Regions from separate parts of the Mus musculus genome. Here all the other regions are linked to region 1. A link is a contact called in public promoter capture Hi-C data. All regions are on one chromosome and are shown on one strand. Each heading gives the region's core, a stretch centred on a gene start, on an enhancer-like site or on the middle of the called end of the contact. The rest is flanking DNA. Distances are from core to core; before and after follow the strand shown.

Evidence for each region. Promoter capture Hi-C pulls out the DNA fragments that hold promoters and counts their contacts.
Region 2: a contact with region 1 is called in a promoter capture Hi-C map of pre-B cells, with 8 times the contacts expected there. The contact joins the promoter of Kif2c here to the promoter of 9930104L06Rik in region 1. A contact is called at or near these places in 2 of 39 promoter capture datasets (liver and pre-B cells) and 1 of 9 other capture datasets (liver).
Region 3: a contact with region 1 is called in a promoter capture Hi-C map of pre-B cells, with 2.9 times the contacts expected there. The contact joins the promoter of Ebna1bp2 here to the promoter of 9930104L06Rik in region 1. A contact is called at or near these places in 1 of 39 promoter capture datasets (pre-B cells) and 1 of 484 Hi-C or Micro-C datasets (CD4 T cells).

Annotation. Positions count from the first base shown.
Region 1 is chr4:124,935,435-124,938,672 of GRCm38.p6, reverse strand. 9930104L06Rik (RIKEN cDNA 9930104L06 gene) reads right to left here and starts at 1,625. Exons shown (of 5, transcript NM_177573.3): 1 at 1,340-1,625; 2 at 1-233. The coding sequence starts at 230. It overlaps Cdca8 (cell division cycle associated 8), which reads left to right and starts at 1,756. Exons shown (of 10, transcript NM_026560.4): 1 at 1,756-2,084; 2 at 2,190-2,318. The coding sequence starts at 1,991.
Region 2 is chr4:117,180,949-117,184,186 of GRCm38.p6, reverse strand. It overlaps Kif2c (kinesin family member 2C), which reads left to right and starts at 1,563. Exons shown (of 20, transcript NM_134471.4): 1 at 1,563-1,756. The coding sequence starts at 1,696.
Region 3 is chr4:118,619,103-118,622,340 of GRCm38.p6, reverse strand. Ebna1bp2 (EBNA1 binding protein 2) reads right to left here and starts at 1,542. Exons shown (of 9, transcript NM_026932.4): 1 at 1,344-1,542; 2 at 1,176-1,259; 3 at 808-980; 4 at 148-271. The coding sequence starts at 1,409. Cfap57 (cilia and flagella associated protein 57) reads left to right here and starts at 1,556. Exons shown (of 23, transcript NM_026789.5): 1 at 1,556-1,665; 2 at 1,931-2,092. The coding sequence starts at 1,936.

The DNA.
Region 1 (3,238 bases), core at 376-2,875:
TGCTTGCGCCTCAACCGCTCCTGTAAGTCTGGAAAGGGACGCAGGGCTGGCACATCCTCAAAGCGCAGACTCTGTGCGGCTTGCAGCTGCTCAGCCAGGTTACTGAGAGAGGACAGGAGGGGCGAGCAGTCCTGCAGGGTGCTCTGCCACAGGTTCTGCTGTTCCTCCACCACAGGGAAGCACTTCCTCAGGGCCTCCTGCACAACCAGCAGAGGCTGGTCATGAGCCATTTTCTGGGAAAAAATAAACAAAACAAAAGGGAGTCAGGGTACCAGAAGGGAGGGCCTGCATCAAGGCTGCGTCATTTCCGACCTCAGGAGAAGACCAGCTGTTGGTCTTCAAATAGTCCCAAGGCAATAATGAAAGGTAGGGAGACTTTGGGGGACACAAACAAGAACTCCTAGTCCTGGAAGTGGGCTGACACCTTCAGCCAACAATGAAGGAAGAATTCCTGCAAGTACACTTACCAACTGTGAACAGCCTTTCTTCCTTCCTGCTGTAAATCTTCCATGTTCTAGAAATCTCACCAGGAATCCCATTTACAGAGAAAGGACACACACTACCCCATTTACATCTGTAGGATTTAATACCATCAAAGAATCTTGAAAGCCACCTCACTTACTTCTCTTATCAAACAACTTCTTGTTTGAAGGGAGTCACAAGGGTTTTTAGAAACCCTTTTGAGATGTAAACTGAAAGCCACCAAAATAAGTAATTGTGGCTAATGTAACATGACTTTAATTCCAGCCCTCTGGAAGCAGAGCCGGGTTTTGGGTTTGAGGCCAGCCTGGTCTCAAGAAACTGGGGGAAAAGAAAGAAAATCAACTGCTGATCTCCCTAGAGAATCTCATACCCACGTGGCTATGTCTAACTTTCTGAGATTCTCTGAGGAGCATGCAAGTGTCTTTTATGCCTAGGTGCCTGCCTCTCTCTCTTAATTCTTGTGCTTATGCCTGTATTTAAAACAGCCATAGGCTGGGAGTTGTCGAATGCATCTTTAATCCTAGCACTGGAAAGACAGAAACAAGCAGATCTCTGTGAGTTCGAGGCCAAACTAGTATACACAGAGACTTCCAAGATAGCCAGCGTTATATGGTGAGGCCCCGTAGCAAATATGTTCATGTAACTCTGCTTCATAAATCAGCTAGTGCTGAGTTCTTTTCAGCGTCAGGGCCATCAACTGAGCTCAGCTAGTGCTGAGTTCTTTTCAGCGTCAGGGCCATCAACTGAGCTCAAGTCCTTAAAAGGCTAGGGCAACTCCCCACGCTGCAGAGTGGAGCTGTGTCTCTGTCTTGTAACCGCGGACACTCAAGAATATTGATTCTGGCGGTCCTCTTACCTTCTCTCTGCAGGAAGACCGTTGCTTCGGGTCTTCCGAAGGGGTTTCTTCACGACAGGGCAATCTGCTTTAGACTGCGAGTCTCTGGGGTCTGTCTGTTCCGGGACCTGTGCTTCTGGAGTCAGTCTTGTCGCCTCTCTTTAAGATTTCCAGCCCTAAATCAACAGGAAAACGTAAATCCTGCGATGTCAACGCTGAGTACATCAAAAACTACACCGCGCTTATTCACAAGAACGAACTCACCACTCTACTTCCAGTTAGCACGACTCTGGAGTCGCGAAAAGATGGCGTGTGCCGCAATGACATCTGGGCATTGAAGTCCTCCATGAGGATTGGCTGGCGGAAGGAGAAGAAGCTTTATTGTGATTGGGCGTGGTGAGAACCGTCCTAAGACGGCGATTTGCTATTGGCTAGGCTGTGCCCGTTGAGTTTGAATTGGGTGGCGGTTAACCGAGGAGCCGCCCGTCCCTTAGTTGGAGCTGTGAGGGTTCCTCAGACTGTGTTTTGGGACCTGCAGGTAGGTTTCGGCAGAGTTCTGGAAACCTAGACTCCAACGACTGAACTTTCTCAGCTCTCCGACCGCTCACACCCTCTCCCCGTCTCAGTCGCGGAGCCGGCTGCTTGGCCCCTCGCTCGACGCAGCCAGGCGCCATGGCTCCCAAGAAACGCAGCAGCCGCGGAACCAGGACCAACACGCTGCGGAGCCGGAAGCTCGCCTCCTTCCTGAAGGACTTCGACCGCGAGGGTAAGGGGTGGATTCGCGTGATCGTGGGTTTTGGGTGGGTTGGGACGCGGATGCGACGGCTTCGCACACCTGACGCGGGATCCGTCCGCTTTCACCTCTTTGCAGTGCAAGTTCGAACCAAGCAAATTGAGTCCGACAGACAGACCCTCCTCAAGGAGGTGGAAAATCTGTACAACATCGAGATCCTTCGGCTCCCCAAGGCGCTGCAAGGGATGAAGTGGCTTGACTACTTCGGTAAGAGCTGCTAGCGTTTTCCCCGTGACCAACGAGTGCTTATCTTGAAAGCTTATTGTAGGGACTCATTCAGATGTCCCCTTCTTAATAAGGTCTAAAATAACCACCGGTAGGAAATTGCCATCTGTCATAACTTATAAAAGAATGGTGGGCCCATAGGAAAGAAGTAGGCATGAATTACCCTTCAGATGAGCGCTATTAGGACAGTGCATCTCACCTTCACGTTTGAATGGGAGAGCTTTAGAAGAGATATACCAGAAATAGAATGATGGAGGCCTGAAGGAAGAGGGGCGAGGCCGAGATCTCAAATCTATAGTACAAAGTGAGCTGATAATTGAAGGTTTTTCAGGGGTTGGGGGAGGCTGTTCCGCACTGACATGACCTAACCTATGCTAGCCTACCTGCCAATAGGCAGGGATGCAGTCGCTCAGTAGGACAGTAAGAGTTGTCCTGCAGCTTAACAGCGGAGGGAGAGGACTGTAAGAGCAGGACGCATCATGTCTTCTCAGCATCTCTGTATCCAGGGGGAGTGTTTTGGGAGAACACATCCATCTTTTGGGGAGACCCTACTGCTCAGCCCCACTGGAAACTGCCTGCCATCCAGCCAGGCCAGTGGTAGGCAAACCACTGTCCTTAGCAGGCCAGGTAACAAACAGTCTTGAGTTCTGGAACTGCATTTCTGTTACAGTTCCAAAAGAGCCGTGATGAGTTTGATTTCTGGGCAAACTGAAATGTCAATTTCACATAATTTTCACACATCCGGGAAATACTTGTACAAACTCAGCCTTCTAAAATGAATGAATAAATTAAGAGAAAAATTATTTGTTTTTTGTCAGAGCTCATTTCGGACAGTATCCTCAAACAGCTCTGTCTTGTGAACTACAAAGATAGGAGTAGGCCGGGCAGTGGTGGCGCACGCC
Region 2 (3,238 bases), core at 314-2,813, 7.8 Mb after region 1:
GCTCTTAACCACTGACCTATCTCGCCAGCCCTAACAAAGAGTATTTGTTTTGGTTTGGGTTTTTTGTTTTGTTTTGTTTTTCGAGACAGGGTTTCTCTGTATAGCCCTGGCTGTCCTGGAACTCACTTTGTAGACCAGGCTGGCCTCGAACTCAGAAATCTGCCTGCCTCTGCCTCCCGAGTGCTGGGATTAAAGGCATGTGCCACCAAGCCTGGCACTATTCTTGTTTTTAATGTAACTACATTTAACTTGTTTATTTAGTATGTGTGTGTGTGTATGTGGTGCATGCCATGGCACATTTGTGGAGGCTTTGGGGAGTTCATTCTCCTACCATGTAGGTCCAGAAGATCAAACTCAGGTCTTCAGGCTTGTCAAGGTTGGATAGACCAAGGGCTAGACACCATTTACACTATACATATCCTCCGCGGGGCGGTGGGGGTTCTTGGTCTGCATAGGTCTGCATACTGGGGCAGTAATGATGTGGTTCAGTGTAAGAACGTTCCCCTAGAAGCCGGACAGTAGTGGCACATGCACAAAGTCCTGGAGTTAATACCTAGTACTACGAAACAAAAAGACATTATAAATAATGACAAAAATCAGGTATGGTGATTCATGCTAATTCCAGCATTTAGGCATTGTAGGCTGCTTTTCATTGCCAGCATCTTTTTTTGTTTGTTTGTTTGTTTGTTTGAGACAGTTTCACACAGCCCACTCTGGCCTCAAACATGCTGCTTAGCTAAGGTTGGCTTTGAAATTATTCTCTTTTCTTCATCTACAGGGAGCTAGGATTATAGGCATGATCTACCATACCCCGCTTCTCTTGTGTTCTGTTTTGTTTTGTTTTTCTAGAAAGGGTTTCCCTGTGTAATCTTGGCTATTCTGGAACTCAGGCTGTAGACCAGACTGACTTCGAAGTCAAATTTGCCTCTCTCTAGTGGTAGGATTAAAGGCTCGAGTCACCACCGTATGACTTCCCCCGTGTTCCTAATAGGAAAAAAAAAAAAAAAAAAGTTTCACGGACAGGAACCATTCGTCTTGTTTATTCCACTATCCCAATCTAGCACTATGTCTAGCACTAGCATGTGACTATTTTTAATTGGTGTCTTCGAAATATTGTATACATTTCAAAGAGAAAGCAATCATCAAGAAACCAGGATTTGAACCCCTGTCTGTAGAATCACAAGGCCCTCACTGAAACATTATACATAAGTTTCCTAGTCTTACATAAAGGCAGAAGTTCGACCTGGTAGCGGGAGGGTAAGGCCAGAAGCCATAAAACCTTCCCATCAGCTGGGCGTGGTGGCGCACGCCTTTAATCCCAGCACTCGGGAGGCAGAGGCAAGCGGATTTCTGAGTTCGAGGCCAGCCTGGTTTACAGAGTGAGTTCCAGGACAGCAAGAGCTAGAAAAACAAAACAAAACAAACAAACGAAAAAACCAAACAACCAACCAACCAACCAAAAACCCTTCCCATCAGTCTCAGAGCTCGGGAGCCCGGCCACGCGCCGGAAGTCGGAGACCAAGACTACATATCCCACATTGCTCTGCGGTGCGTCGCACTGGTGACGTTGTAGGGAGGCTGGCGCGCGGGATTTAAACTGCAGCGGTTTAGGCGTTGTTAACACAGCGCAGTATTAGCAGAGTCGTGGTTTCCAAGCTTCTTTCATTTGTGTTGCCTGTTGTTGTTCCTGAGTCCATGGAGTCGCTTCACGCACGCCTGTTTCCTGGTCTCTCCATCAACATTCAACGCAGCAATGGTGAGGGCAGGGTCTTGAGGCCAAGGGGACGACCCAAGAGCGGTGAGACTGCCAAGATGGTTATCTGAATCTCCGTGTGGCAAAGCTTTGGGATACTTTCCCTTATTCCACACTGAGGGGGTCCATGTCACTACACTGGCAGTCGGTGTCCCCTACACAGGAGGAAAACGCTACTTTGGTTGTGGGTCCCTTGCCTGCTTTCTGAGTGTGGGCGGAGCACGTCTGCGGTTATTGGTGCGCCTAGCTAGGTTATAGCGATTGGATGCATTTCCTCTGAACCTGTTTTGCTTTGTTGGACCCGCGGCTTCCTCGGCCTCCTGAGTGCTGGGATTAAAGGTCATGCACTACCACGCCCGGCTTTTTTTTTTTTTTTTTTTTTTTTTTGGCGTTTGTTTTGGTTTTTCAAGGAAGGGTTTCTCTGTGTAGTCCTGGAACTCCTGTAGACCAGGCCTCGAACTCACAAATCCCCTGCCTCTGCCTCCCAAGGGCTGGGATTAAAGGCGTTGCACCACCACTGCCCGGCTCAACCATCTGTCTTTATTAAGCAATTTCTACAGGTCTAATAACGGGTCATTCATGGACTAGCCAACCACTGCCAAAAATGGACCAGGGAACTCCAGCGGTCCAGCTCTTTACTGATGTGTTCAGGAATAGCTCCTCCAAGGAATGTAGTAACTTACTTGCTCAAATGAATCTTCATTCTGTTGGAGCGGTGATGCAATTTTATCCTATGGAGCTGGGGTTTAAGGCCCATTCCCTGTTCACTTCCACTGTGGAATGGTCTAAGGGTGAACCCCACTAGAATTACTAACTAGCATTTGTGTTTTGTTTTATTTTTTGAGACAGTTTCTCTGTAACAGGGCCTTGGACCTGGACTTGCTTTGTAGATCAGGCTGACCTCGAACTCACAGAGATCCACCTACTGTACTTTGCAAGTGCTAGGATTAAAGGCATGCACCATCACAGGCCTAGTTCTTTGGTGTTTTGTTTGTTTGTTGCTTTTTAAATTTATTATTTTATTTTATGTTCATTGGTGTTTTGTGAAATCCTCTGGAAGTGGAATTACACTTTGACAACAGGGTTTCTCTGTGTAGCCCTGTCTGTCCTGGAACTCACGTTGTAGACCAGGCTGTCCTCACTCACAGAACTCCTCAGGCCTCTATCCCTGATGTATTGGGATTAAAGGCAAGGGCCACCACTGCCTGGCTGTTTGTATTTTTTAAAAGAGAATTAAATTTTCCCTTCCGGAGCCGGGCATGGTGGCTCATGCCTTTAATCCCAGCACTCGGGAGGCAGAGGCAGGCGGATTTCTGAGTTCGAGGCCAGCCTGGTCTACAAAGTAAGTTTCAGGACAGCCAGGGCTATACAGAGAAACCCTGTCTTGAAAAACAAAACAAAGCCGGGCGTGGTGGCGCACGCCTTTAATCTCAGCACTCGGGAGGCAGAGGCAGGCGGATTTCTGAGTTCGAGGCCAGCCTGGTC
Region 3 (3,238 bases), core at 293-2,792, 6.3 Mb after region 1:
AATTTGCCTAGGCGACTGGCATGGCTCTGAAGCAGAGACTGTTGAAATACTGGCTACAAACACCACACATCTTTTTTTTTTTTTGAAGACTACAGGAATGACCCAGCTGAACAAATGAAACCTTGGCTTTCCAGAAGAAAAACCTACCTTTTGCATCTGCTGATCAGACTTGGCCATTTCTGCAAAATAATCGGTGGGCCTCTTCGTAGGGACTTGGAGCTGATGGAGTCGGGGTAATACCGCAAGCACTGCTGCCTGGGCCTGCCGGTAGCTGACATTACAGGACAGGGTGTAATGAGGGGAGGGGAAGGGCGCTCATGTCTTCTTACTGCCTCTCAGAAGTTACCTAACCTCAGAGCTATCACATCCCACCAGCACTGGCAAGATAAGACAGACACACCAACTAAAACTCCACTGATTGCACATATAACTGAAATCTCACTTTATGTTTATTTACGAGGGGAAAATACTTCCAAGAGCAAGTCAGTTTAAAACAACGAGCTTATTAAATACTGCGCAGACTATGAACTGTTTCCCAATCATTACAGAAAGAGCACTCATAACATTCCCTAGGCAAAGTGTGTTCTAATGATTGGAGGCACCCACACAAGCTTCAAATGAATTATTCTGAAACATCCCTCGAGCAGGGTTCTGGTTAAACGGCGACCAAGAACCTATTCTTTCCACCAGAGGAACCCGCTAGATCCACTCGCACGCTCGTGCTAACCCCGCCCAGTGCCTCTGAGGTTGCAGACACACTAAGACCCCCTTCCTGTAACTCCATCGCAGGACCCATAACAAACATACAAACTCATTTCCCTCTGGAAGTCGTCTTCTGGATTAACGCCTTTCTTCTGGTCCTGGTTCTGAGGTGTTGGCTGAGTCTCACTGACTTCTGGCACTGGACCCAGGGTCACATCGAGCCTTTCAACCCACTCCAGATCCCGTCTGAATTCAGCCAAGCACTGTTTCAGGCCACTCTAGGTTAAGTCAGACAAGGCGCTCATGAGAACCGCGAGTTTGACTCTCAGAAACCCAAAGTCCTATGCTCAAATATCCGCACAGGATGACGACCGCAGCGCAGGGTGCATCTTTCCCACCAGAATCGGTCTCCCAAGAGGCACAGCGCTTGTGCGCATCCTGTTCCAAGGACCCCGACCCTCGCACGAGCTCACCACGTCATTCACTGCCTTCTTCGGCTTCTCTAGCACGACATTGAGACCTGGCTTCAGGAGTCCGCGGGAAAACGCATCCTGCAACTACAGACCGGGGAGCCTCAGTACCAAAGAGCTAAATAAAGTCCCCGTCCCAGCCCCTGCCCCGCTAGCTCCGCTGCGGCCTACCTCTTGATCTGAGGCCAGGCACGCATCCGACTCCGAGTCCGACTCTGAAAGCGGAGGGGTGTCCATCTCGCGGCCTTCCGCCCCGCGAGGTTCGGCTGCCACTCCACGTGCCCACAAGCAGCACCACCGCCAACAAATTCTCCACAAGCCTCTGCCTTTTCAACAGGGACTTCCGCTTCCGGGTTCATAGCCGCACTTCCGGTTTTCTCGTTGCTATAGGAACTGCTCTAGCGTTTGGGCGTGCCCGGATTGCTTCGGATCTTTAGGAAGAGCACCTACTGATCCCTACGTAGTCTAGTAACCCAGAGCCGTGAAGCAAGAGGTAAATAGTTTCTTTGGGGTCCTCCTAAGGATCTGAGGGCGGTGGGAGTGCAGGAGAGGAAGGAAAGGCTCGGAAAGAGCCCCGGGGGTGGGGTGGAAAGGAAGAGGAGCCTAGGGGCGGGGCGATGGAGGGGCGAGGCGGGGTCAGGGAGGGGCGGGCCGGGGCCATGGGCGGGGCGGGGCGGGGCAGGAAAGGGAGATGCGCTGCTCGGCTTCACTCCCACCTACTTGCCTCTTTCTTCATCTTTTGCAATACTTTTTGACAGGTACCATGTCCACCGTGGTAGCTCAGGCGCTTCATGTTTTTGGTCTTCGGCCTCACGTGACCAACAATGTCTTCTTCTTCGATGAACAGATCATTATATTTCCTTCAGGAAATCACTGTGTGAAGTACAATATAGATCAGAAATGGCAAAAATTCATTGCAGGTAAAAAAGAAAAAAAGAAACCACCTTTTCCATTCTGACACATACATTAAAGGCATGTGCTACACAAAACCGCACAATCTCAACGATTGGGAAGATTTTTTTTTGATAACTGGGTTATCCACATATTTTTATAAATGTAAACAAAATAAATGGCCATTTACACTACTTAATCATAGATTAACGTGACACAAGTAGCCAAAATGACAGGTAAAATAACACACGTTTTAAAAGTACTTTTCCACAATGACTCCAGAGAAGAGTTACTTTAAACAGTGTTTTTCTTGTATTCTCCTGCAGTTGTGTTTGTCCTCACCAGAACCTTCTTTTGAGTCTAACGGTTTTGAGAGTACATGACCTTCATTGAACCCATGTCTGATGGAGACGCTGAAATTTTTATCTTAAGTGACAAATAACCTTTTAACATTTTTTTTTTTTTTGGTTTTTCGAGACAGAGTTTCTCTGTGTAGCCCTGACTGTCCTGGAACTCACTCTGTAGACCAGGCTGGCCTCGAACTCAGAAATCTGCCTGCCTCTGCCTCCCAAGTGCTGGGATTAAAGGTGTATGCCACCACTGCCCGGATTATTTACTTATTTTAAAGAGTTATGTATACAGTTTTCTGCCTGAATGTATACCTGCAGGCCAGAAGAGGGTACCAGATCTCATTACAGATGGTTGTGAGCCACCATGTGGTTGCTGGGAATTGAACTCAGGACCTCTGGAAGAACAGCCAGTGCTCTTAACCTCTGAGCCATCTCTCCAGCCCCTGGAATATCCCTAGTTTTATGTTAATAGTTTTACCAATTTTTCAGTTACTTTTGTAAGATTTTGTTCTAAGGGGTATCTCTCTTATTTAGTTATAGACATATTTTACATATCCTGTATTCTAATAATTTGTCAGGTATATATGTTAGAAATAATTAGCTAAGCAGTGATGCCTTTAATCCCAGCACTGGAGAGACAGGGACAGATAGATCTCTTAGTTCAAGGCCAACCTGTTCTGCAGAGTTCCAGGACAGCTAGGGCTACACAGAGAAACCCTGTCACAAAAAAACAAAAGCAAAACAAAAAGTAAGAAAGAAATATTTCTTTCTGAAGCCTGTGCTTTTTTTCTTCCTTGTGGTATCTGTGAATGAACAATAATTCTT